Linked DNA regions of Mus musculus: all the other regions are linked to region 5. A link is a contact called in public HiChIP or PLAC-seq, capture Hi-C and promoter capture Hi-C data. All regions are on one chromosome and are shown on one strand. The core of a region is the stretch at or near the end of the contact, and the rest is flanking DNA. Distances in the headings are between cores, read along the strand shown. Region 1 holds the start of Pipox (pipecolic acid oxidase). Region 2 holds the start of Abhd15 (abhydrolase domain containing 15). Region 3 holds the start of Sez6 (seizure related gene 6). Region 4 holds the start of Coro6 (coronin 6). Region 5 holds the start of Blmh (bleomycin hydrolase). Region 6 overlaps Myo18a (myosin XVIIIA). Region 7 holds the start of Rflnb (refilin B).

Region 1 (3,786 bases), core at 275-2,774, 950 kb after region 5:
AAATGGTTCCTTTCTAATCCTGGGGCCTAGACCTCTGGCCTTGCACAAAGGAGGCAAGTAGGTGCCCTGCAGATGAGCTATCTATTGCCCTAGACCTCTTTTTATTTCTTATTTGAGTCACTGTCATGTTATGTAGCCCAGGCAGGCCTTAAGCTTGCAATCCCCCTACATTGGTCTCCTGAGCAACTGGGATTTTCAGGTGCTCATCGCCAGGCCTAGATATTTTCAAATATTTCCATACTTCCAGGTCTCCTTGAGGCCCACTGATTGGCCAGGCATTCTGGTTAGCAATAGTACCTCAGCACTGACTAAATTTTTCCTTTTGTAAATAGCCCTGGCAGCCACCCATCCATTTGTTAATAACCTTCTATTATCCCACTGAATTCACACCCTGCTTAGATGCCTAGAAAAGCAGAGTCAGAAAACCTTCCAGATTATGCAAATCGAGCCCCATGGTTTTCCGGATCAGGAAAAGGATGTCATCTCACTGAGCCTTCAGGTACCCAGGATAAGGGAGCAATCTTAGGATTAGGGGGGTGCGGGGTGAAGCAAAATGGAGGTTTTCCTGCAGGTTGTAACAGAAATCCCTTGGGCTTTGGGAAAACAGAGGAACTGAAGACAATTCCCAGGATGTGGTAACCTGCTCAGAGAGCTGCAAGGCAGAATGGAAAGGAAGAAGCCACAGGGGTAGAAAACTCAACTTGACAGATTGCATAGGCCCCACCCCTGAGGGGCCCTGCAGGGTCCCAGTGCCACCCTCATTTGAAGCAGTCATGTGATCACTTTTCCTTTAAGGAAAGACGACCTGTGTCTTAGTTCCCGGGCATCAAGTGAGGAGGTCGCTGTTACCCAAAGGTGGAAGAATTCAACAGCAGCTCCTGCTAGGTTCTGGAAGGAGCAGCTGAGAAAACGCAGCTTTCTCCAAAGCTGGTACATCAGCCTTTGCCTCTAGGCAAAACTGTCTTTATTTAAGGTTACCCAGAGCAGAATTGATTCTTTTTCTGGTTGTATCAACCATGTGGGCAAAGACAAGACAGGGTTGCAAGAATGAAAAGAAGTGGGACACTTCTTGATCCGGGGCAAGAACTAAGAGACTTAAAAGAGTATACCAAGAAACCTCACGTGGACTTAAGGGTGGGAATTTTCTTTGCATTGTCAAGATCCACGTGAAGTGGCTACGAAGCTACGAAGTGCACAGAATTCCTGATGTCTGACCGTTTGGCTTCACTTATAGCCCAAAAATTCTGGAAAGCCCTCCCTAGGAGAGGAAAGAAGAGGGGACAGTCTTATATAGCAGAAGGGCAGAAGGCACAGTGTACCTGCTCCAGCAGGAGGACGCTCTTGGAGTGTTTGGCCAGGTGGTACGCGGTAAAGCAGCCCTGGATGCCTGCTCCAATCACAATAGCATCCCAGAAATCTGTCTGAGCAGCCATGATGCCACAAAGCCCACTGAAGAGAAGGCAAACAAAGGCACCTCCAGGCTACAGGGGGAGGAGGGAGGCAAAGTCCAGCTAAACTAGAGTTCCCACAATCCCTTGGGGCTCATGTCCTTGTCTTTCTTTCCCTCCCCAAAAAGCCTGGCACAGGGCTCAGCCTCCGCCTCCCCCTGCAGAGCAGAGCTGGGTGGACTGATTTGTGAGGTTTCGCCCAGCTCAGCTGCTAGCCTCACCCTTGCATCCCTCCAGTTTGCTATTCTTGGCTCAATTATTGTCATGCAAATGGCGCCTTCCCATGCCACCTTCCTGTCTCATTATGATCTTTGTCTCAGGACTTTGCCCGGAATTTCAATGCCTCCCAGACCAAGCTGGGCCCCGGGAATGCTGCCTCCCCCTGCTGGCTTCCCTCTCTGCAGCTTGATTTCCTCCAGAGAGCTACCCGGCCAGCCAAGAACTTGGCAGGATGCCCAGGGTATGGCCCTCCTCCCTGGTGGGTGGCGAGGTCAGGGGGTAGATGCAGGGGCCAACTGGGAGGGCAGTTTTGTGATTATGAAATCATTCTCAGTGTGTTTTACTTTCATGTTGAAAAAAGGACAATAAATGATCCTGAAGAGGAAAAAAAAAAATCCAGGAAAGGACAGTGCGAGGAAGAACCTTGTCCTCAGGCACACGGGGAACCAGGCACCAGCCAGCACACACAGGGGCCATGTGCAGAGAAGCCTTCTGTGCCAGGCAGCAGGCTCAATGGGGATTGTTACAGGCACTGGGGACAGAGCCAGGGTTGGCAGGTCCTGATTCTTATACACTTTGGGGGTCCATTTTAAGATAAAAGGGGAAAGGGGCCTGGAGGCTTAGCTCAGCGGTAGACTTTTGTGTTTGGCATGTTCGGGGTCCTGGGTTTAGCACCCAGCACTAAAAATAAAAGAGAAAAAAAAAAAAAAAAGAAAAAATTAGTCATGCAAAACTAGATGGCAGGACTTCGAAGAGACCGCTCAATTAGAGAGCCCCATGGTTGAAGTTTTATTAGCTTCCTGGTAAATCTGCCTCGGAATACATTATCTCATTAAATTCTCAGGATTTTTTTTTTTTTTTGTATGTGTGTGTGTGTATTTTTATCCTCATTTTTTTTGAGCAGATTAGAGATAGCCTCAAGTTCTCTGTCGGTTTTCCCATTACATGCTTGCCCAATAGAATACAGTGACTGCTACCCTCTTTCTGACCCAAGCCTTTGGACATCTTCTTGTGTTGAAGCACTCGTTCTTAGACCCTGAACCAACATGTTAGAAGTCCAGCCACTCTGTGAGAGAGAGAGATGAGAAAAGTCACACATAGGAAGAGAAGCCATTTTGGACCTTGTGTCCAGACAAACTAACCACCCATGACCTGACCCAGTCCATGGCACGTGACCCAACAGCCAAGCTGTGTCAGCATTCCCCAGTTTTATGAAGTAAAATAAAATGCTTGTTTTTAGACACTAACTTTTGAGGTTGGTTGTTTATAATCATAAACACACCACTAAACAGACAAAGATGGCAGGATCTGCCCAAGGACCCATTCTAGGTGTGCCAAGAGGCTAAGATGTGAACCCAGGTCTATCTGCTCCAAAACTTACTTCTTGTTAGTATTTTCTTTCGTTTTTTTTGGATACAGGGTCTCATGTATCGCTTAACTGGCCTCCAACCTGCTTTGCCTCCACAGGTGACCTTGAACTTCTGATTTTTCTGCCCCTACCTCCTGGGAAAATAGACCCGTACCATCATGTTGGTTTAATATGGTGCTGAGGACCAAACCCAGGGCTTTACCAATGAATGTTAGGCTGAAACTCTGTTACCTGAGTCACAAGCCCAGCCCGGGGACACTTCCCTCTCACTACAATGCTATAGTGACAATGAGAGAACTTATAGTCGTGATTCTGATTTTAACATTTTGCTGTGTATCTGGTGGCCATACAGTGGAAGAGAGAAAACAATGATGGGGGGGGGGGGCACAGTGGCTGACTGAATCCCCAGCAACACGTCCACAGACAATCCCCAGACTAGCCTTAGCAACTAGTTGTCTTCTGCCTGGTCTTTCCTTTCCTAGTAAAATAGGAACGCAAAGAAGGACTGCCATTTGACTGGATTTTTTTTCCTTCCTTCTGAGGGAGGAAAAAAAAAATAGAGTCTAAAGGTCACTGCATTCTGTCCCCTCCCTCCTCCCCAACCCCACAGAGGACAGGATAACATCTGCCTCATCGCTGGACAGATCCCTTACAGTAAAATAATAGCAGATATAACCAAGAAAAATATGGTACCCTGAGTGTGTAAGGGCTTGATAGAAATATATAAGATCGGCCCCTGGATTTCTTGTG
Region 2 (3,810 bases), core at 380-2,879, 570 kb after region 5:
CGCACGCGTCCTGAACCCAAAGCCGGAAAAGTTAGTCGCCAAGGATCTCCTGGTCTCCAAGCCCATGGAACCACCTCCCTCGGCCGAGATGCGTCCCGGAGCGTTTGTGCGACCATCAGAGCGCAACTGTATCGCCTGAGTAGAATCTTGGAACCCCGCAAAGGGCAGGAAGTGAGATCCTTAAGGACCGGGTGACCCAGGTGGAGACTTGTGTGCTCTTTTGGCAAACCCGCTCAACACGGAATTATGAAATCCTAGCTGTCCCAGAGAGAAGGTCCCGGCTCTAGCGCTTCACCTTCACGTTGCTCCAGTCCTGCTCTCGCTAATAATAAGAACTGAGCCCCGAGCTGTTTTGGGAGGGTCTTAGGCCCAGAAGCCTTAAGAAGCCAGAGCTTTCTTGATTCCCGCTCTCCTTTGCCCAAGGAAACACTGGTCCGAGGAGCTACAGTGCTCAGCTCGGCCTCCCTTGCAAGGGAGCGCTGCAAAGGAAATCCAGCTAAGGATTGACGCCCAATCAAAAGTTTGAAACAGGCCTGCGAGATGGCTCAGTGGGAAACGGTGCTGGCCGCCAGCCTGACGACCAGAGTTTAATCTGTGGACCTAAGTGATTGAAGGAGGGACCTGATTCCCACAGATTGTCCTCTGACCTAGACACACACACATACACACACCCCTAAACAAATCTTTTTAGGTTTGAAATACATCAAAAAATAGTTATTTCAGGCCTCTCCCATGTGCCCGGACTTATTTCACCCACCCCTGCAGAAATGACCAGATGTTGATCTGACCTAAAGAACCACACTTCTCTCTACCAAAGCCCCACCGCGGGGCTAAGCATCCCTTAATCCTCTCCCTCAACATATTCGGCCAGACTCGAGCCTCTTTCCTTTCCTACAGTCCTTCTTGATAAGTAGTGGAGACGCCTAACTCTTGGAAAGCGTCCTTGGGGGTGGGCTGGGAAGGCCACAAGTGTCTACCGGCTAGTGCCCGGATGCCCTCCAGAGAAACGACAGCCACCTCCCTCAAACTCGTGGTCAGGGTCAGATGCTTCAGTCTGCCTCTGGCCAGGTGCAGAGTCCCAGCCCTACTGAGTTATCGCCCAGTTGCTGGTCCTGGCTGGGCGGCAGGGCCAGGCGAAGGAGAGAGAGATAACACGTCTCTAGCTGCAAAGGCAGCAGCGAGTGGGGAAAGTGAAGCCAGCGAGGGATCAGCGCTTTGCTCCCTTCTTGCTTTTTTGCTACTCCTCAATAGCGGATCCTGAGGGTGCAGTGACCCAGGGTCTCCCCTGGAGCCAGACTTCATTGAGGGCAAGGGTAGAAGCAGGCACCTCCCGTTCACCCAGGCCTCCAGCCTCACCCCCTCCCCAATCCTTTCCTAGCACTCCTTGTTCCGCTCTCTCTGGTTGGCCCTCAGGTCCTCGCTCCCGCTTTGTGGCCCGGCTCTCTTTCACCCTCTGCTCCAGCTTGTCGCAATCGCTGTACAAAGGGCTGGGGGCGGGAGTGGGGGGGCGGGCGAGGGGAGCTCGACCCGAACTGGCTGTCTCCTCCTGACCACGACCAATCCGGAGCGCGCGCGCCCTCCTGCTTGGGAGGACTCTTGACAGCCACGGGCGGCCGGGCGGAGCCGCGCGGACAGAACGAGGAGCCCGACGAGAGGACAGCTCCGCTCCCCGCAGCCCAGTGCCTCCCTCCGGGGACTGTCCTGCCAGGCCATGCCTCCGTGGGCGGCCGCTCTAGCGCTGCTACTGGCGGCGCTCGCCTTGCTCCTCCTGCGACCCTGGAAGCGCGCTGTCGGAGCGCGAACCTCAGTCCGGGACCACGAGGAGCAGGAGGTGGCGAGCGGAGGCCCCGCGGATCAGTTCAGCGACCGGCGCGAAGCGCTCCCCGGAGGCTGCAGCCTCATTTGCAAGCCGTCGGCGCTGGCCCAGTGCCTGCTGCGCGCTCTGCGACGCTCGGCGGCGCTGGAACCCAGCCCCCGCTCCTGGCTGTCGGGACCCCACCTGCAAACCTTCTGCCACTTCATCCTGCCAGTCGGGCCCGGGCCTGAGCTAGCCCGTGAGTACCTGCAGCTGGCAGATGATGGGCTGGTGGCTCTGGATTGGGTCATAGGACCTTGTGCCAGGGGCCGCCGGGTCACCAACCCTGGGAGCCTCCCTCCAGTGCTGTTGGTAATCCCCAATGCATGGGGACGCCTCACTCGCAATGTACTGGGGCTCTGCCTGCTCGCCCTGGAGCGCGGCTACTACCCGGTCATCTTCCATCGCCGCGGCCACCACGGTTGCCCGCTAGTCAGCCCCAGACTACAGCCTTTCGGGGACCCGTCCGACCTCAAGGAGGCGGTGACTTACATTCGCTTCCGACACCCGGCGGCCCCCCTGTTCGCGGTGAGCGAGGGTTCAGGGTCCGCGCTGCTGCTGTCCTACTTGGGGGAGTGTGGCTCCTCCAGCTATGTGACTGGCGCCGCCTGCATCTCGCCAGTGCTACGCTGTCGCGAGTGGTTCGAGGCTGGCTTGCCTTGGCCCTATGAACGTGGGTTCTTGCTGCACCAGAAAATCTCTCTCAGCAGGTGGGTAACGGGAACAGAAGTCTACAGCTCTGCCTGGTATGGGAACAGAGCTTTGTGGGTAGGTTGGGGCAAAGTTCTCACGAGGTTTCCAAAGCTGTTCAAACCCTATAATTGACATAGAGCCAGGAAAGTGGGTTTCAAAGCCATATTAGCCCCAGGGCCTCCGTTAGGGCCCCATCAGTTCATCTCAGTCGCAGGTGTCCTAGCAACCGGTGGTCAGCAGAGGCCTGCACCTGGCATTTACCACTTAGTCCATAGCTAGATAGGTCAACAAACAGGGCTCTGGAAGCAATTGCGGCCGATTATCTGTCCAGAATATTTACCTTCAGGCTCTGAGCCAGGAGGTGGCAGGAATGAGAGATGTACAGTCTTTGGTTTTTTTAAATCCTTCAATCTGACAGATGTTTTACATATTTCTAGGTGAGTACACAACACTTATTCCTGTGTTTGTTCTTTCTGAGTCAAGGTCTCATACAACTCTGGCTGCACAGCTGAGGGTGTGTGTCCCTGAACTCCAGACCCTCAGCCTTTGCCTCCTAAGTGCCAAAATTACAGGCATCAGACACCGCACACATAAAAAACAAAAACAAAAACAAAACCCAGATCTCCAGAGGGAGAACAGTTTTAACACCAGGCAAGACTGTCCCACAGAAACTACTTGAATGACATTTCCAGTCTTTCCTAAGAGATGGCAGAAATGAGGTCAGAGGCATTCTGGCAACAAATAGGAAAACCCAGGATATGGGATCAGGCCTGGCTGGGGTCAAATCCTGAATTTGCAGGGAATCAGCCAGCCCCTTTAAGGCTTGCTCCCCCTTCAGCTGAGTAGAGTTAATAACAACACCTCTGCAGGTGCTGTGACCATTACATGAAAGCACAGGACCCTGACTTGCCAACCAGAACTCTTTCTTTCTTTTTTTTTTTTTTTCCTTTGCTATTTTACCTCCTCCTATTTTGCAAAGGTCAAATCCTGAGGCTGAACGAGAGGTGCTGCCATGGCAACTCAGAGGTTTGCTCCAGGGACAGAGTACTCTAGTCTAGCTTAACTGCCTGCCATGGTTTTCACTTCAAAATGATCACCTTCAGCACGTCCCATAGCCTCAAGCCAGAAAGCTGGGCAAGGTAAATGGAGATGAAACCAGGGCCTTCAGGAGCTGCCCTTGCTGCGGAAATCTGGGGCTGGAAACTCACACACAATTCTAAGGTCAACTGTCAGGGTTGATTAATCTACCTAAAGGACCAAAC
Region 3 (3,439 bases), core at 547-3,046, 990 kb after region 5:
TAGGTAGTCCCCAGCTCATCCAGAGCCCTACTGCCAAGATAGTCGGGTGAGACCTCCAGAAGCCTTTAAGTCAGGAGGAACTATCCTGATAGATCAGGTTCATCCTGCATTGTGGCTCAACCCCCTTTTCCCAGAGCTGTGTAGTCCTGAAGGACCCAGGGATGTGAGAAATGTCAGGAATGCCTGTGAGAAAGGAAGAGCCTCATGGCACTCACCCGTTTCCAGACTTCAGTCAGGCACTTCTGCGCCTGTTCTCCCATTCTGTGGGCAGGTCTTGTTTTCCCTTTCCTCCGTCCCTCTCTCCTGGCTTCTCCACATTTCTGATCTTTTCTTCAAAGGCTCCCCTACCTGCCATCCCTTCTGCTACTCTCCTTTCTCTTCCAATTCACCAGACAACTGTCCAAAATCCTCACCCAGCATCTTCCCCAGATAACTCCACATGCCACCTGCTGCCTGGGATTCTTTACAGCAAGCAAGATGGCTCCCCAGAGCCCACAAAAGGATCTACAGAGCATCAAAGGAGCAAAGCTGGAAGACTGTAAGGACCGAAAGACTCTCCTAGGAATGAAACTTAGGGCAGAAGTCACTTGCTTCCAGGATGAGATGGGGGAAGTGCTGTGGACAAATTGTTGGGGTTTGACCCACGTTCACATGGAAAGAACTCAACATTAAGCTGCCCTTTGAGGGCCTCCTTCTTCCTCTACAGATATTAACATCAGCCACGTGGTTGTGTCCTGTTGAGTCCACTGAAATTCAGTAACAAGCCTAACCATGTCCCTTGGGTCTGAATAATAGCCTCTAGTTCTGCACAGCTATGGCTAGCCTGTTATTGGCCCATGGCTTACTGGGGTTCCTCAGGTCACAAAGTCATGGGATCTTATTTTTCTGTGCTATTGACTATTCCAACTACTCTGGGGTTACTGCCCCTTCTTCAAGTTTTCCTCCATCTGAAACAATCAGCTACACCTGGTGGGTTGAAGGTGTAGCTCAGTGGTAGAGCCCCTCCCTATCTATCAAGTATGGAATCATGTGCCAGGTCCTGGTAAAAAAAAAAATGAAAATTTAAAACTAAAACAGTCATAAAGACCCCTGATATTCATGCTTATCCCATTTTCTTCGTCAGTTCCAAGACCGAAGCTGGTATTGGCATAAAAGATCTGTGTTCCTGTGGCTATTCTTGTTCTACAGAGGAAATAGAGGAAGCAAGGTCTGGAACCCCATGGCTACATGGGGACCCAGGGTGCTGCCTTCAGCACCCCACAGCTTGACCCAGGTTGCCCCCTACCAAGTGGAGAATGTCTCCCCAGGACACAAGTGCCACTGGCTTTTAACTATAATATCAGGATAATTAAGCTTTTCTGTGAGCACAGTTTGCTGCTGATGCAGCTGCCTGGAGCCCTGGCATTTATTGAGCGCAAAGTAATAATTTATTGTCCTTTGTACGTTCAAAAGCCGTCTTCATTATCGGCCCAGGATGGAGCTGCCACAAGGGCAGGCGGGCCTCACCAGCTGCCTCACTGATGTGCATCTTTCCAGATCACCCTTGTAGCTGTCAGGTACCAAGGTGGGGTGGAGAGAGAGGTGAGGAGGGGGTGTTCTCTTTAATGGAGAATCCGATTAGAACCTGACACCTTGGTAAGCTACAAACCCGGGAGAGGGTGGCAAGCTTGGCTGGGCGTGGGCAGCTCGGGAAGGCGGGGGCTGTGTGCCACATTAGCAGGGCAGTCCTTTCCCCAGGGCTCGAAAGCCTGTTCTCTTGCCGCTGGGTCTTCTGCGCCTTTGCTTGAGACTTTACGGTAAGCCGCTCCTCCTGCGCCCCCGCCCCCAGCCCCGCGCGGCGATCCCGGGCGCCGACGCCAGGCGCTGGCCGTGGTGCTGATTCTGTCAGGCGCTGGCGGCGGCGGCGGCGGCCCCGCTGCTCTCCCCGGGACCGGCTCTGCCCCCCGCGCCCACGCCTCTCCCAGTCCCCAGTTCCCCTACCGCGGCCCCGACCCGGGGCGCGGCCGCAAGCAGCACCATGCGCCCAGCAGCCCTGCTGCTCCTGCCCTCGCTGCTGGCGCTCCTGGCTCACGGTAAGGGACCCGGGCGTCCGGCCACAGGACGGGGGCGGGCGCGGACTCCCAGGGGTAGGAAAGCAAGACCATCCCGGCGCCTTGCTCCGTGCGTCCTGTTGTTCCTCCCAAGCACCACGTCCCGCCGGCTGCGCTGTCCCCGGCGCCGACCCAGCCGGGCGGGGCGCGGGCTCTACGGGCGGGAAGCCGCCGCGGCTCCCGCCATTCGCGCCCGGCCGAGACCTCGCCTTTAATCATCTCCCCGGATCTAATGGGATTTCTCTGCTGCAATTCATCACGCCACCCCCTCCCCGCACACACGCGCTCTCCCGCGCGCTCCCTCGCTCCACTCCAGGCGTCTAGGGGCGCCCGGGCGCGTTGCGGGGGGGGCGGCAGGTCGCGGGTGCAGAGTCCGGACAGCCCAGCTACCAGCCCGCCGTTCTGCCTACCCCGCTGGTCTCCAAACTTCGCTCGACTTTGCCGCTTATTCTGGGTCCCTCGTATCCTCACTGCAGAGGAACTGGGTCGGGTGGTGGCCGGACCCGGGACTGGGACATCTCTCACCTACCTCTGCCTTGACGCTGTCAAGTCAGGATTGGAACCTAGAACACAATTCTGGGGAAACATATCCGGGGACCCTGAGAGCCCACTGCCCAGCCCCTCGCTCTTCTCTGGGTTGCAGCAACTGAGGTCCTGGGACTGGCTGCCCTCCCTGAAATTCTTTTCTTGCACACAGACACACACATGCACACACGCACATGCACGGAGCGCTGCTTCTCTTCGGCTCTGCCTTCCTGCCGGGTTCTATCGACCTCGGAGCCGCAGACTAGTTAGCGGAACTCACCGTTTGTCCCAGCCCCGGACGCCGAGTCAAGTCCTAACTTCATTGATCTCGGTCAAGAAACGCTTGGCCTCGGAGTTAGCACCAAGGGAGTTTGGAGGAAAGATGAATGGGAAGCAGGAAGGGTCTGAAGCAAGTGGTCTCGGGAGTCTTCAAATGCTTAGGTCATTCTCCGCTTTTACTAATCGCCTGCTGGGGTCCGCGAAACTGCACTTTTGACTTGGGACTCAAAGTCCCTCGCCATATGGTTATGGTTCCTAGCGTCTGCTGTCAAGGAGGGAGGGAGGGAGATTTGTAACCTTCGGGCTCCATCCTCGAAGGCCGGAGAGTTTGGAGGTCAGAACAGCCAGACCAGGGCTGCTCGGGGCTGGGCTAGTACCAAGCCGCTCTTTTCCCGTCCCGGGGGATGGAGAGGGAGAACATCTTTGAATCTCTAGCTCTACCCACAAGTAGACCACATCTTTGCCCAGCCCACCTGGCTGCCCACACTGGCTCCTCCTAAGACTAGGAAAACTTGGAATTATATGTTCACCTTGCTGGGAGGAAA
Region 4 (3,587 bases), core at 499-2,998, 520 kb after region 5:
TAATAACAGCGGTAGCCTCATCAATTGCCCTGGGTCAACGTAGACCCTCATCAAGCTACTGAGACGATTCCCCCAGAGTATCTTCTGAGGCCTCTTCGCGGCGGGTCGTGGCTGTTGGGGACAACCCCGCCCGCTGGGAACGACTAAATTAGCTGCGCGATTGCGGCAGGAATGCGGCGCGCAGGCACCTGATCTCGCGCGGTGGCTCCCATTCTCCGTGTCTCTCTTTGGACCAAGCGCCTCCCGAACCTGTATGCGAGGGACGGTGGCAGACACGAGGCACGAACACCCCGCCAGCGCACGCACACTTACTTTTCCCTTTTTACAGCGGAGTTGAGACGCCCGCCGGACTTTCGCGCGCTGGACAGGGCGTAGCCGCTCTGGCCTGGCCCTGCCCCCGTCCGGCCCCGCCCCCTCAGGTTGATGGCAGCAGCAGCTGGGACTGCAGCGGAGCCCGCAGCCGAGAGCCGCAGGCAGCGGCCGGAACACCCTGGCCCGGACGCACGGACGCCGCCTCCTCGGCCCTTCGCATACCCCGGCCCGCTCCGCAGAGGAGTCGCAGCGTGAGCACCCCCGCCCGGCTTAGGACCAGGTACCCCCCTCCCTGCCTCCGCCACCGCAGCCAACGGCGCGGGCGGGGTCTCTGGAGGGGGCAGAGGTCTGCGCCCCCCCCCCCCCCCGCCGCTAAATTCAGTTCGTCAGGGCGGACTTGGTGTCTATATTTGGCCGGACAGCGGCTGGCGAGGAGACACCTAGTCTCACAGGAACGCACTGCCGGGGCAGGAGGCTGGAGGAGGGGGCGAGTAGGCCGGCCTTCAGGCCTGGGGCTACAGAAGTGGTTTGAAGGGCACAAGGATGCCCGGGCAGGGGAGGGGCAGGAAGCAGTTGGCCTTTGGGAGAACCTGCTGTGTCCCCTTGGGAAAAGTAGCAAGCATTGCTAAGCTCCTAGCTCCAGAAGCCGAAGTCGTAGAACCAGAAAGAGGACCTCACCTCCTCCCTGGTTGCACATCTGGTCCTTGCAGGTGGGGTCGAGGGCCCCCACCCTCAAGAGAACGGACTAGCCAGCCCAGGCATCGCACCCAAGAGGCTGGACCAAAGTATGATATTTGTGTCAGATGACCATAGCCAGGACTCCCCCACCCCACCCCATCCGGAGAAATCAGTGCATGGGGAAATAGACAGAAGGAAGATCGCCCTACTCCCACATACCCCACACCACCGGAGGAATCTTTTAAAAAGAGTAGGAAGCAGGGCTAACAAAAGGACCTCTTCTCTTGGCCAAGCTGTAGAAAAAGACACACCGGCTTGAACTCAGCGATGTGAATATGGGATCTTGAGGGCTGCAGTCCTACCTAGCCTTGAGCTACGGTCCACTGACTAAAAGAGAAGGTGTTGGGTGGGGAGCCTTTCAGAGAGACAAACACTTGCAAAGAGGTCTCATACATGACTAGCAGCATGAGGGGACCCCCTGATATTCCTCCTCAAAACATTAGGTCTTGGAGGAAGTTTCAGCCCTGTGTCAGCCTCTGCTATCCCGGCTAGCCTGTGTGTCTAAGAAGCGGTGAGATTCCCCATCCTTGTCCCTCATATTAAACAACATGAGACAGATGTCAAAAACCAGCCTCCAACTTTGGTCACTTTGAAGATCCTGGCCAGATAATCCTACTCACTCACTCCTCCCTTCCACAGCTCGCAGGATTAAGGACCAACGTGCCTCTAGACTCTGATACTCCCTATCTTTGCCCCAGCCATGAGCCGGCGTGTTGTTCGGCAGAGCAAGTTCCGCCACGTGTTTGGTCAGGCAGCAAAGGCTGACCAGGCCTATGAGGACATCCGGGTATCCAAGGTCACATGGGACAGCGCCTTCTGTGCCGTCAACCCCAAATTTCTAGCCATTATTGTGGAGGCTGGAGGTGGAGGTGCCTTCATTGTCCTGCCTCTGGCCAAGGTGAGGGGTGAGGGGAAGAAAGCAATTGGGAGGGCACTGGCTAGGGTCTCTGGGATATATCCCACACTAGCCTTTTCTCACTGAAGTCCAGGCCTCCAGAAGGGCAGTCTGTGTGGACTGGGTACTCTGTCTTTGCCAAACCCACAAAGAATGGTGGAGAACAGCAACATCAGCGTGACCTGTGCGCCCGATCTCTAGGCCACAGAGCACTGTGTTCCTAGCAGAAACCAAGATGGGTGTTAGTGATGGAGATGGTTGGGATACAGCAGACCAAGGTCCAGTCAGACTCTAACCTTATCTTTACCTAGTGTCAGAGAAAGGCAGAGTCAGAGAGATGGAGAGAGACACACAGACACACACAGAAACAGAGAGAGACAGAGATACAGAGAGAGAGAGAGAGAGAGAGAGAGAGAGAGAGAGAGAGAGAGAGAGAGAGAGAGGTGTTCAGACTCTGATCCTGGGAGTGGGATGAAACTAAAAAGAGAAGTTACAATAGTCAGAGCCTTCCCTCCCCTGCACATGAGGGAAAGGGCCAGGCACTGACTGCCACCTTTGCAGACACGTAGCCATCTGTACCCCAGGAGAGATACCCCAAAGCATAACCTTGACCTAGATACTGAGCCCTATACCTTGCTAAAGAAGACCTCACAAGTGGTGGGGTCAGGACAGGCCTGACAATAGCCTATGACTCACGCTGGACAATGCAGACACCATCCAGAGACAGCATCCCAAGGGCTCACATTTCAGCCCGAGCCACCTCCTCCCCCAGTGTGACTGCCATGTCAATGGCATTTAGTCACCCTCTCTCCCAGACTATGTGCTTTGGGCCAATGCCAACCCCTGCAGAGTCTTCAGAGCTCCCACAACTTACTCATGAAGACAAAAAGAAAGACGAGTGCCAGCCCCTGGTAAGGGACACTCAGCACCAAGACTGCGTGCTGCCTATGACTCCAAGGTGAAACCAAGGGAGAGGTCTGCCCCAGGGGCTAAGCCACTGCCGTCAGAGTCACTCACTCAGACCTCTCTCTCCAGGGGCTTGCCAAAGGTCCTCCAACTTGGGGGACAGGTTCAAGCACATCCTCCTCACAGGGCATGTGGGTTCACGCCCATGAGCCCAGCACTGGGAAGACCGAGGCAAGATCAGCCTAGGCTAATCAACATAATGAGACCTTAACTTGAGTCTGGGTTCCGTGTCCTGCTGTGGGTACTTTGTTAGGTCAGCCTGTCTCTCTGAATCAGACTTCCTAATACAAAGGCATTCACACTGTGCATCTCCAGCAAAGTTCAAAGAGTAGACTGAGGGTGGGGGTGGGGTTAAATTCTGAAAAAGGTCTGCAAAGAGAAAACTAATAACACAGATTTGAGAGGTAAACAAATCTACTGCCCACTTCAAAACCACATACAGGAGAGCAAGGGCCTGGGATGCAGCTCATTGGTTGACCATTTACTTAACAAGTGCTGGGCCCTGAGTTCCGTTCCCAGCGGTGCTTGTGCACACACACACACACACACACGAATGACAGTGAACCCATATCACCCTCTCTGACCCCTCCAGACAGGACGAGTGGATAAGAACTACCCACTGGTCACTGGGCACACTGGCCCTGTGCTGGACATTGACTGGTGCCCACACAATGAC
Region 5 (3,766 bases), core at 997-3,496:
TAACCCAAATCCCACCACCAGTTTCATGATCCCCTATGGGGTTAAAGCCAATGTATTTAAAAGCTGGGTCTTGGTCAGTGATGTTACCTTTTCTAGTTCAACAGAGAGCTTTGAGGTTAGCCATGCTTCTTCACGCTCCACAATTAAGGCTGTTGTTATCTTCCAAGTGTTCTACTATAACAGCATTCTGACTAATTCCCCTGTCTCCAGAATCTCTCCCCTCCCCGTAGCCACCAGATCTTTCTTTGCACAGATCTGAGAATATGGCTCCTTTGTTTAAACCTATTTTTGACTTCTAATTAAGCATAGAATAAAGTCCAGATGCTCAGGTGTGGCATATAAAAGCCTTTATATCCCAGCCCAAACCCACCTTCCTGGTCCTGCGCCTTGCCTCTGATCTCATCCCAGTTCTTGCTTTGAACCACATCAAATTGTGGCGCAGGGAGGCTTACAGCTGATCTTGTCATGCGCTCCCACGCCTCCTGCCTTTGCTGTTACCTTGAGTGCCCTCTCTCTCACTCTTTGTCTCGTAAAATTCCATTCACTCTTCAAAGTTATCACCACCTGTCCCCCTTTTCTTTTTGTGGGGCTGGGGGCTAAATCCAGGGTCCTTGTGCACGCTAAGCAAGTGTTCTACTCTTGAGCCCAGCCTTATCACCTCTGTTTTTCTAGCGTCTGGCTCTCACTGCTAGCTACTACTTATATAGCACTACTGTGAGATAGCATAGGTTCTGTTGCATGTCTTTCCCACGTTAATTGTTTTGAATGTGTATGTCTCTGTGTATAGGTGTGCACATGGGATGAGTGCCCATGGTAGCCAGAAGGAAGTGTTGGCTGGACCCATTGGAACTGGACTTACAGTTTTCTGACTTGAGTGTTGGGACCCGAACTTGGGTCCCCTGGAAGATCATCAGCAAGTGCTTTTATCTGCTGGGCTATCTCCCAGTCCCACATCATGAGTCTCTTGATGACAAGATTAAAGTTTTTAATTTTTTTTATATCAGCAGAAACTTGCTGAGGACCTGTTACACCACAAATGTTGAATACAATTTTATTCTTTGGGCTGAGTCCAATTGGGCAGGAAGTTTGAACATCATTTTTATTGTTTATTTATTTGTTTGTTTATTTATTTATTTATTTGGTGAAAGGGCCCATGATTTCTTTCAGCATGAGTTGTAGCTTGTTTCTTTTTTCTTCAGAAAATGGAAAAAATAAAAAAAAAAGCCCCACAGGATAGGGTAGTTGATGGGCTCCCTTGGAGATGGTTGCTATGTCGAATTGCAGGTCTTTAGCTAAGTCTCTCAGGGACACAGAGACTGAATTCTCAAGTGACAGATGGCTGTCTGCATGTGGCACTTTCCAGACATCAGAATTCCTCTGAACCATGGGTGATTTTCAATTTAAGACTTAGGTTTTAGGCTCCATGGAAAATCTGAATAGTAAGGCTACAGTGTGCATTTGTACTTATTTTATTATGCAGTGGACTCTCCCGCCCCGTCTTGAAAAACTGATTAATTATCTCGAAGACTCTGTGTGTGTGTGTGTGTGTGTGTGTGTGTGTGTGTGATTTACAGGTTTTGTAGATATTAGCAAAAAAAAAAAAAAAAAAAAAAGCATAAAATTGACGTAATCATTCTCCTTAGCCCAAGCTGGGCTCAATAGGAACCACTCATGAGCCTTGCGAAGCCCAGAATGTGTAGATGAAATGAGCAGATGTGTATTTGTAGAACCGTGGTAGTAGCTTATGGGTGGGTGGGAAAGAGATTGGTTCCAAAATCCTTTCAAATACAAGAACTTTGTTCTCACTAGACTCTAAGCAACAAGTTGCAATTGAAAAAGATGAACAGATTGGTCAGCTAAGTGCCTACAGGAAAAGCCTTTGGGTGGATTTCTTGAGATCTGCCGTCCCATGGCTAATTTTGGGTCCCTTACTTCCTTTTCACTTCACAAAACCTCCTCTGGCTTCTCAAAGGAGTTCTAAGCGTCAGTTTCCCCAATGCTAGACAGTGAGGGATCTGGGTTCATCAGCACGGAACCCTCAGCCTCCTTCCTCTAGGAGCTTGGGATCCCGGGAGGGCGCCCTTGAAGCCAGGAAGAGGGATCACAGATGGCGGAGGGCGCAGCCGAGGCGAAGAGTGAGCAATGCTGGCAGTGGGGGCTGCAATCGTGGGTGGCTTCGCCCTGCCGCTCCCGGGCCGAGGTGCGGGCCCCAGAGTCTGAAAGGCCGCCCCTGTCGGCCCTCCCCCGGGCGGGGCTAGCCCCGATGGCGCTGACTCAGCAACGCGAGGGGGGAGTTTTGTCCCTCCGCGGACCCCGTTTCTCTCGGCCACCATTGAGCGGGTTTCCTTCTTCCGGCGCTTAGGGTGCGAGAACCAGGTCCGGCCAGCTAGGCAGCGGACTGTAGTGTAACCCCAGAGCTCACCTGAAAACCCTGAAAACTAACGTTTCCTCCACGAAGCAGTTTGGGCGCCATGAACAACGCAGGTGAGGCACCGCTGGTACCACGAGTGTTTTCCCGGGTCCTCTCCCGGGCTCGGCGGACCCGTGAGGCCCGGCGGCGTGAAAGGCCGTGGGATGGGATGGGGGTGGGTGGGGAGGGGGGGACGGACCTAGGCGAGGGCCGGGATGTAGCCCTCCGGGAGGGTGGGAGAGCACCAGGAGAGAGACGACATCACGCGGGGAGGATGCCGGGAGAGGGCTTTCTGGTACAGCACTCTGCAGGATGCTCTTGCGAAGTTAAATCTAGGATCTACGGTGACCCTATCCTAAAGCTGTCCCCGTCAGCCTCTTTGGGAGGGGATATAATTATAATGGCGTTTGATCTTCCCACAGGACTAAATTCGGAGAAGGTATCTGCTTTGATCCAGAAACTAAATTCTGACCCTCAGTTCGTACTTGCCCAGAATGTCGGGACCACCCACGATCTGCTGGACATATGTCTGAGGAGGGCCACGGTCCAGGGTGCTCAGCATGTGTTTCAACACGTTGTGCCTCAGGAAGGCAAGCCAGTCACCAACCAGAAGAGCTCTGGTGAGGTCTACGACTTCTTGCCTACTTTATTGACAGCAGCACATTTTGTTGTCCTAAAAATGGCCCTGGGATAACAGAGCTTTGTAGCATTGACAGAACTTGTAGTAAGCCAGAGAATAGGCACTAGAAAAGGGCAGGCCCAAGAACATCACCTGTGTGGTGGCTTCAGTGTTCTGTGGCCTATTAGCATTTAGTTTGTTTCCTAACGTGACAGATGGTGGTCTTTGAATGCATATCATCATGTTTTGATATTATGTGATGTTGGATGTGTGCGGTTTGTTCTCGTGCAGTTTTAATCTTAACAGTTCATCTAGAAGTAGCAGAAGAGAGAAACAGCTTATCAAGTTGCAGACAGATAAACCTAAAGCAAAAGATGAGCTATGTACTAACAGATTTGGCCTGTGCCAAATAATTAATAATTAATGGAAAAATATCCATACCATAGGAGATGTCCCAGAATTGCCCTAAAGTCCAAATGTATAAAATAGAAAAAAACATAAAGTGATTACAACAGATTGTAACCGGCTATTTTTAAATATGCTCTGTGGTTGCAGCTGGAGTTGCTATTCTCATAGTTCCTGTCAGTAGTTACTTTGTAGTATTTTGAGTTCTCATTCCTTGCTGGCTGAGAATTGTTGTTTTGCTGTCTGCTGTCCAGTTACAACTGTTGAAAATACATCTACACTGAGAGATTGGTTATCTAGGAATCCAAACAGGAGAAATAGTCTCAAAAAAA
Region 6 (3,445 bases), core at 869-3,368, 850 kb after region 5:
TGAGGGGCTTTCTCCCAAGCCGGGGCGCCTTGGGGTGGAGGCTGGCTTTCCTTCAGTCTCCTTCCAGCCCTGTGGCATCTGGCTTCTGCTCATTGGCTGGATGCTAATTGTGACTGCTCTCTCTCCCCCATTTCTTTTTGAGGCCCAGGGAACAAGACTCCACACATGGGACAAGGGTGTAAGCAGACTGTGGGCAGGGGCGGGGGAGGACAGCAGCAAGTCAGGGACACCCTCTGAAGGACGCTTGGCCAAGAGTGACCTTAAGCAGCCTGGAGGGGGACCTCCTGGGCCAGAACTGACCAACAGAACACACTGCAAAATAGAAATGTCCTGTGGTCACGTGGCCTCTGAACACTTGGAACCTGGCTTGTGCAACAGAGAAGCAGAACTTTACATTTTACTTGATTTTAATTTAATACAAAATATCCCTGGTATTTTTAATGTAACTTAAATTTAAATTGCTTTCGTGGCCAGTGGCTACTGTGTGGAACACTACAGCTCCAGATGGCTCCTAGAAGTGTGGGGTGGGGGCGGGGAAGCAGTTCTTACTTCTTATCTCCTTCTGCAGAGAGCTCCCCCCACCCGCCTCCCCAGGCTGAGCCTGGTGGCATTTCTCCTTCCTGTCAGGAAGGAAGGTTTGTTCTCTGGCAATTTCCCCACTTCACCAACTCTGGAATCCTGATGCCCTAGAGACAAGAGGTCCCTGGCAATGTGCCACCACACTATGGCAGTATTTCCCCGCCTTGCCAAATGCGACTCTTGCCCAGCTTGGTAACACACAGGTGCTCACAAGCCCAGTGGGTTTGGCGGGCTCTGCACGTGGGGGTGGGGGCGGAGACCAGGTAGGCAAAGCAGAAACCTCTTCCTGCTTCTGTGGGGACTGGGCTGGCTTTGTTGTTACTTCAAAGGGTTCTAGAAACAGGCCCAGGAAGGTCCTCAAGAAGTGAGCACACAGATCTTCAAATACAGGATCTGTGTGCCCCCCTACCCCCCGCCTCTGTTTAGGGGAACCTGAGAGTGCCTGAAGGAGCCTCTCTGCCTTTAAGAATGAGGATGCCAGCTTTCACACCCTGGAAGACCTTCCTTGGGCTTTATTAAATCAGTGTGGCCAGCCCTTAAGCTGGTTTTCCTTTATTCTTCTGTGGAAATAGAGAAAAGCGGTCGTTTATATGAAAAGAACACAGTGCTTCATTGTGCTTGTTCTCGAATGTCAGCCAGACAGGATGGGATGTGAATATAGTGAATGCGGTGTAATTAGTAGACTCAGACCCAAGTCTCCCTGAGATTTGAGGCAGAGCCTGGTGAAACCGTCAAGACAGGTCCTGGGCTTTGGGCCTTGTGGAAAATTGGAAAGGCAGAGGCAGTTTGGAAATCCCCAGAGCCAGAGGAAATCCCCAGGGACTGAGAATCCCCAAAGAGAAACGGTACCCCCGGAGCCACCAATCAGGTAGTCTTTCTATGTATCCAGGATCTGACGGTTTAGTTTTTGGGGGTAGACACCTGTTCTTGTAGAGCAGAAAAAAATGGTGCGCTCGTACACAGGGTTCTGAGCAAACCTTTGGATGTGTAAAACTGCAGTCTGGTGGAATGGAGGGCCGGAGTGGCCGATCCTTGAGTCTTTGGGACAGAGATCTGTGACTGCCCTCCCTATGCCCACTGACTCCACTTACTGCTTGTCTGAGGCCGCTCGCCACTATAAAACTCAAGACGTGGCTTAAATCTTTGAACTATAAACTCAGGTATTCATTCATTCACTTTTCCATCAGTAAACACTTAGTAAACATCTACGTGTTGGTGCTATTTCAGGTACAAAGGATAAGTTAGTAATGAAAAAAAATATAGGCGCCCAGCGCATTTTTGCACCTCCATTGCCATCTCTCTCCTGGGTAAAGTGAGAGGCCATCTTGCTGCTGCAGCCCCCCTGAAGCCTCAGCTCCCCAGGACGCTTTCTGGGGGCGGGTCCACCAGAGGTGAAATCTGCAGCCTTGGCTGTGCCAGCAGGTCCATGAGAAGGGGAAGGCTGCCCTCTGCCGGAAAATCTGGGGACACTGCAGGGCGGAGTGGCTCTTGAGTTCCTAGCGCATGCGCTGAACCTGGCTCCACCCATGCGCTGGCGGCTAGGCGGAACAGGAAGTGCAGTGATAGTCAGGTCTGAGGCCGATTTGGCCACTACGGCTGCCCGTGTGTGGACTTTTCGGACAGTACAGGTTTCCACTTACCAGCCCTCACCCTCTTGAGGTCATCTCTCGGCTTCTTTAAGGAGTTTGGCTGCTTCCCTTTCAGTATCTCTTGATCACTTAGTGTCATTAAAATATGGAGACACCCCTGCTAAAGCGTTTTCTGTAAATGCTGTGTTTAAAGCTGCTGTTGAGGAACCTCAGCCGTCCTCTGATGGGGTGCACCTGTCACGATTGGTGGCTGGCGCTCCCCTACCCAGGAAGCAGAAGTTCTGTGGTCTCTCCCAAGTCCTTAGGGCTGAGTGCTTGAAACAGGGCTCCCTAAACTTCCCTAAACAACAAGTTCCATTTGTTTTATTAGGTACTGTAAATTAGTAATACAAACATGTCGTTGGTACTCATTTATGAAAAGAGTGTCAGTAGATTCTTTTTGTAACTATTTTTATTTTATGTGCATTGGTATTTTACTTGCATGTATGTCTGTGTGAGGGCACCAGATCCCATGGAACTGGAGTTAAAGATGGTTGTGAACTACCATGTGGATGCTGAGAATTGAACCTGGGTCCTCTGGAGGAGCAGTCAGCGTTCCTAACTGCTGAGCCGTGTTGCAACCCTATAGACTCTTTCACATTTACTTACTGTTATTTGTATGTGTGTGTTAAGCATGAACATGCTACAGCACACATGAATGAGAGTTTGTGGATTCGCTTCTCTCCGTCTTGTGGATTCTGGGATCAAACTCAGATTGTCCAACGTGGTGGCAAGTACCTTTACCCACTGAGCCATCTCAGCCTGATGGACTGAGCACACACACACACACACACACAAATGCTATTTATTTGTTTAAAGACAGGGACTCACTGTGTATCTCTGCCTGGTCTGGAACTCACTCTGTAGACCAGACCGGCCTGGAACCTGCCTCTGCCTCCTGAGTGCAGGAACTAAAGTCGTGGGCCAACATGCCCAACTAAACGTGTGTGTGTGTGTGTGTGTGTGTGTGTGTGTGTGTGTGTGTGTGTGGTGTATGCACATATATATGTATATACATATATATTTATTTACAAGATCTTCAGGAGGAACGAGGGACAGCTGGAGCAGGGGAACATGCTCTCCTTAAAGTTTTAAGGAGAACCTCAGTTTTAGTGTTTCCACCCTATGTATTTTCTGATAAACCTACTATGTGTAATAACAGCACTTGTGGGCTGGTGAGATGGCTCAGTGGGTAAGAGCACCCGACTGCTCTTCCGAAGGTCCAGAGTTCAAATCCC
Region 7 (3,334 bases), core at 485-2,984, 920 kb before region 5:
GCTGGGGTACCATTCCAGGGCTAGGATGGAGTTTACTGAGACCAGTGGGGGAGGGGATATATAGTTCAAGCTAAAGGAAGTGGACAGAGGGTGTGCATGAGGTGAGGCCACAGAGCTCTCCTACAATTCCAAGACATCTTTCTTCTAGGTGTCCATACTGGTTTCTCCTGTCCTGCCTCCTTTGTATCCCCATCCCTGCTCCCCAGACAGACATTCCCTGGGTATCCAGGGGTGGGAGAGAGTCAGTGCGCTATTGGGTCAGCAGCAGTGATAAGATAGACCCACACAGAGACACTGAGCCTGGACACCAAGCCACAGGTTCTGGAAGAAGCCTGAGAAAGCTCCCCCAGGAGGCCACATAGTGAGGAAGGGCCACCAGGACTTGAATGGGAAAGGTGAGAGGGTCAAGGTTCATGTCAGGTGCAGGAATCCATGTCAGAGGCACCAGTGAGTGTCTGATCGGTGGTCAGAGCAGGAAAGATGAGAGAGACTGAAAGACCAAGCTGAAGCAAGTTTCACCTTGGAGTGGAAATAAAAGGTGCTGGTTTTTGCTGGGACAGGGTCAGTAGGTCAAGAAGGCCCCACACCAGCAAAGCTCCATTTTGGTCCTTAAGCATAACACTTGCCGCTGACCTCCCCATGGGAGGCACAGTCACAGCTCTCCTTCAGTCTTACTTTGAGCTTCTACTGTAGACAGGATGTGGCCTTTCTTGAGCTGTGCTCTGAATATCATCACCTGAACAGATCCCAAGACAAAACAGACTTGGGAGTTTTTCTTGCAAAGAGTTTAAAGGAAAAGAAGGAAAAGGATTAATACTTTCAAAGCCCTGGCCACCTGGAGGACGCTGATCTCATTAAGTGCAGAACACTGGCTGGGAAAAAAAGACCTACCAGACCCTGAAGACTCTTGTGTGTGACTAACCCCAAAGGCTGTGGTCCGCCTTGCGCCAGGAGCCCAGAGCACACCCCTCTCCCAGGTCCCGGCAGAGGGAGGCCGCTTTGGGAGCAAAGCCGCGGGGCGTGGGCCCCCCGGGTGGGGAGGGCCCGGGATCCCTGTCCGTGTCCCGGGAGCCCCACCCAGCCCGCCCCAGCAGGAATGTGGTCGAGCCGCAGCCTGGCAGCCTCGGGGGCCGCCACCTCGAAGGGAGGAGACCGCGGCTTGCCTCTCCCGGGGCTCCCGCGCCTCCCAGGCGATGACAATTTTCCAGCCACTGGCTCCAGCTGGCCAGGCTCTCTCGCTACGCTCCCGCCCCGGCTCCCGGCGATGGCCACGCCGTCTCGACGGGCGGGTGGCCGCACCGACTGCGAAAGCTGGAGACTCCCCGGGGAGGGCTGCGGGTGGGCCGGGACTGGGAGAAGTCCGCGCGGGAGGCAACTCACCGGGACTATAGGGGTCACCGCCGCATCGGGCTCCAGCGTCCCTGCGACCGGAGCGCGCTCCCCACCGCCGCCCGCCGTCGCTGCGAGCCCCCAGTGGCTGGGGCTAGGGCTTGGGGGCAGCCCCGAGTCCGGGCTGTCCAGGACGCCGTCGCCTTTTTTCTTCGTGTCCACGAGTTCAGGGACATCCTGCAGGCTCAGCCGGCCCACCATAGCTGCACGTGTGGCGGGACCGGGCACAGCCGCCGCGGTGTTGGAGTGCAAGAGAGGGCCGCACACGCGGGCCGGGGCCGCTGCCCTCCGGGCTGCCCTCCTTGCCCCGCCGCCGGCGCGTTGTCCGGGTGTCGCCAGCGGCCGCGCTCGTTCGAGGCCCCGCCCTCCGCCCCGCCCCGAGGGCTGGCCCAGCCGCGGTGACCGCCGAGAGGCCAAGCGCCAGGGGCCGCTGCGCTCCCGCCGCGCGCCGCCCAGCTCGTCCGAGCGCCGATCTTCCCGCGACGGGCCTCCCCTCCCACCTCCCCGGCATGCCGCGACTGGCAAAGCTGCGAGGCTTCGTCCGGCCCCGCACCCTGTCCCTATGGTCCACGGCGATCCTTGCTCCATGCACTGTCCCCCGGCCCCCGAGAGGTGCTAATATCTCTAGATCTGGCAGCCCAGAGCCAAGGAGTCCCAGTCTGCAGAGGCCGGGGGCGGGGGGGGGGGGGGGGGCGTGGGGAGAGAGGACGAGCAAACAACTGGAAATTATTAATACTTAATGCGCTTCGTATGGCTCCAGCGGCCTGTTGGCTCAGCAGGGCCTGCTCTGGCTCTCACGTCTGCCCCGGAGGAGAGAGGGCCTACTCCTCCGGACTCCCGGGGGCGTCGATCACTCCCTGGTCCCGGGCACAGCTGAACAGGCTGTGGCCAGTCCAGGCAGGGAAGTTCTGAGGGTGTCACAGGCTTGGATCTCCCAAAGAGACCAGCAAACAGAGCAGCTCTCTTAGGGAGTCAAGATTCCCCTTATGGAGGCCACAGTCTATTCACTCACAGGAACTTTCTCCCTCTGTCCTATCAGAGGGAATCTCTTCTACAAACAAAACAAAACCTAAACTCAACAGCAAACAGACTGTGGTCCTTCCTGATAGGTTTGACAGAGAAGCTCTTCTTCAGTGGGAAGTAATTGAGTTGGGGTGTGCCTAAAATCATTGTCTTTTCTTCTTTCCTTTCCTTTCCTTTCCTTTCCTTCCCCTTCCCCTTCCCCTTCCCCTTCCCCTTCCCCTTCCCCTTCCCCTTCCCCTTCCCCTTCCCCTTCCCCTTCCTTCCTTTCTTTCTTTCTTTCTTTCTTTCTTTCTTTCTTTCTTTCTTTCCTCTCATGGAGATGTCCCGGGGTCAACACCAAGTGCCACGTGCTCCACCAGAAGTCTTCCCTGGATCACCTTCGTGGTCCAATCCACATCTTTGCAAGAACAAAGAACATCTGTCCTGCTTGGGGCAGATTTGTTAAAATATATATATATATATATATATATATATATATATATATATATATATATGTTCAGAGTGACTAGATCTACCAGCAAAGTTCAGTCCTCCTTTCTCTCTACCCATCATTTTTGATACGGAGAGAGAAGGGCTTGCCTTTAATCATGTGATGGATAGAAGGCAGCTTGCTAGGAACAGAAAGCCAGGGTCATTCCTTCTACAGAGGATACATCCTGTAGGGGGCTGGACTGGGAGGTTGTTCATTCATTCAGGGGTGGTGGGAATAGGTTACAAAAATCTACAGTGTACAGTACTGGACAAGTGTCTAATGCAAGGACAATCTGAGGTGTCACACTTCCCTACCCCTGTTGACCTCAATATCTGTACACCTTGCAGAACTGGACCCCCACATCAGAGGAGAAACCTCTGTGCTTTCTGAGGGTGTGAAAAGTGGACTGGTCAGACTGGGAGAGATGACCAGGAAGGTAGCAGTTGCTCC

The links. Promoter capture Hi-C pulls out the DNA fragments that hold promoters and counts their contacts. HiChIP or PLAC-seq counts read pairs in DNA pulled down with a chosen protein or histone mark. Capture Hi-C pulls out chosen DNA fragments and counts their contacts.
Region 1: a promoter capture Hi-C map of liver shows a contact between it and region 5, with 5 times the contacts expected there. The contact joins the promoter of Pipox here to the promoter of Blmh in region 5. A contact is called at or near these places in 2 of 39 promoter capture datasets (liver and pre-B cells) and 1 of 9 other capture datasets (liver).
Region 2: a contact with region 5 is called in a promoter capture Hi-C map of hippocampal neurons, with 5 times the contacts expected there. The contact joins the promoter of Abhd15 here to the promoter of Blmh in region 5. A contact is called at or near these places in 4 of 39 promoter capture datasets (the C10 cell line, hippocampal neurons, liver and 1 more) and 4 of 115 datasets of contacts at active chromatin or transcription factors (forebrain, large pre-B cells, memory CD8 T cells and 1 more).
Region 3: a contact with region 5 is called in a promoter capture Hi-C map of pre-B cells, with 4 times the contacts expected there. The contact joins the promoter of Sez6 here to the promoter of Blmh in region 5. A contact is called at or near these places in 1 of 39 promoter capture datasets (pre-B cells) and 1 of 115 datasets of contacts at active chromatin or transcription factors (bone marrow-derived macrophages).
Region 4: a capture Hi-C map of embryonic stem cells shows a contact between it and region 5, with 3 times the contacts expected there. The contact joins the promoter of Coro6 here to the promoter of Blmh in region 5. A contact is called at or near these places in 5 of 115 datasets of contacts at active chromatin or transcription factors (the 230-238 cell line, bone marrow-derived macrophages, embryonic forebrain and 2 more) and 3 of 9 other capture datasets (embryonic stem cells, liver and macrophages).
Region 6: an H3K4me3 HiChIP or PLAC-seq map of pro-B cells shows a contact between it and region 5, with 3 times the contacts expected there. The contact joins the enhancer-like site here to the promoter of Blmh in region 5. A contact is called at or near these places in 1 of 39 promoter capture datasets (pre-B cells) and 5 of 115 datasets of contacts at active chromatin or transcription factors (T-cell acute lymphoblastic leukemia, embryonic stem cells, epiblast stem cells and 2 more).
Region 7: a contact with region 5 is called in a promoter capture Hi-C map of liver, with 2.2 times the contacts expected there. The contact joins the promoter of Rflnb here to the promoter of Blmh in region 5.

What each region holds. Positions count from the first base shown.
Region 1 is chr11:77,892,348-77,896,133 of GRCm38.p6, forward strand. Pipox (pipecolic acid oxidase) reads right to left here and starts at 1,525. Exons shown (of 8, transcript NM_008952.2): 1 at 1,320-1,525. The coding sequence starts at 1,433.
Region 2 is chr11:77,513,488-77,517,297 of GRCm38.p6, forward strand. It overlaps Abhd15 (abhydrolase domain containing 15), which reads left to right and starts at 1,630. Exons shown (of 2, transcript NM_026185.4): 1 at 1,630-2,565. The coding sequence starts at 1,712. It also overlaps a transcript of Trp53i13 not described here.
Region 3 is chr11:77,929,043-77,932,481 of GRCm38.p6, forward strand. Sez6 (seizure related gene 6) reads left to right here and starts at 1,797. Exons shown (of 17, transcript NM_021286.4): 1 at 1,797-2,072. The coding sequence starts at 2,018. It overlaps Gm11190 (predicted gene 11190), which reads right to left and starts at 246. Exons shown (of 3, transcript NR_033549.1): 1 at 216-246.
Region 4 is chr11:77,462,163-77,465,749 of GRCm38.p6, forward strand. Coro6 (coronin 6) reads left to right here and starts at 1,749. Exons shown (of 10, transcript NM_139128.2): 1 at 1,749-1,948; 2 at 3,504-3,587. The coding sequence starts at 1,751.
Region 5 is chr11:76,943,410-76,947,175 of GRCm38.p6, forward strand. It overlaps Blmh (bleomycin hydrolase), which reads left to right and starts at 2,247. Exons shown (of 12, transcript NM_178645.4): 1 at 2,247-2,484; 2 at 2,833-3,030. The coding sequence starts at 2,472.
Region 6 is chr11:77,791,328-77,794,772 of GRCm38.p6, forward strand. The region is part of intron 1 of Myo18a (myosin XVIIIA); the gene reads left to right. Among named protein-coding and RNA genes, the nearest start is that of Gm10277, 4.4 kb to the left of the region's middle. Within about 2 kb of position 2,119, at least 277 of the 459 cell types and tissues checked have an H3K27ac peak or open chromatin away from gene starts, as enhancers often do. A contact at or near this core is called in T-cell acute lymphoblastic leukemia, epiblast stem cells, pre-B cells and 1 more, where this site is marked.
Region 7 is chr11:76,026,048-76,029,381 of GRCm38.p6, forward strand. Rflnb (refilin B) reads right to left here and starts at 1,735. Exons shown (of 3, transcript NM_029658.1): 1 at 1,381-1,735. The coding sequence starts at 1,590.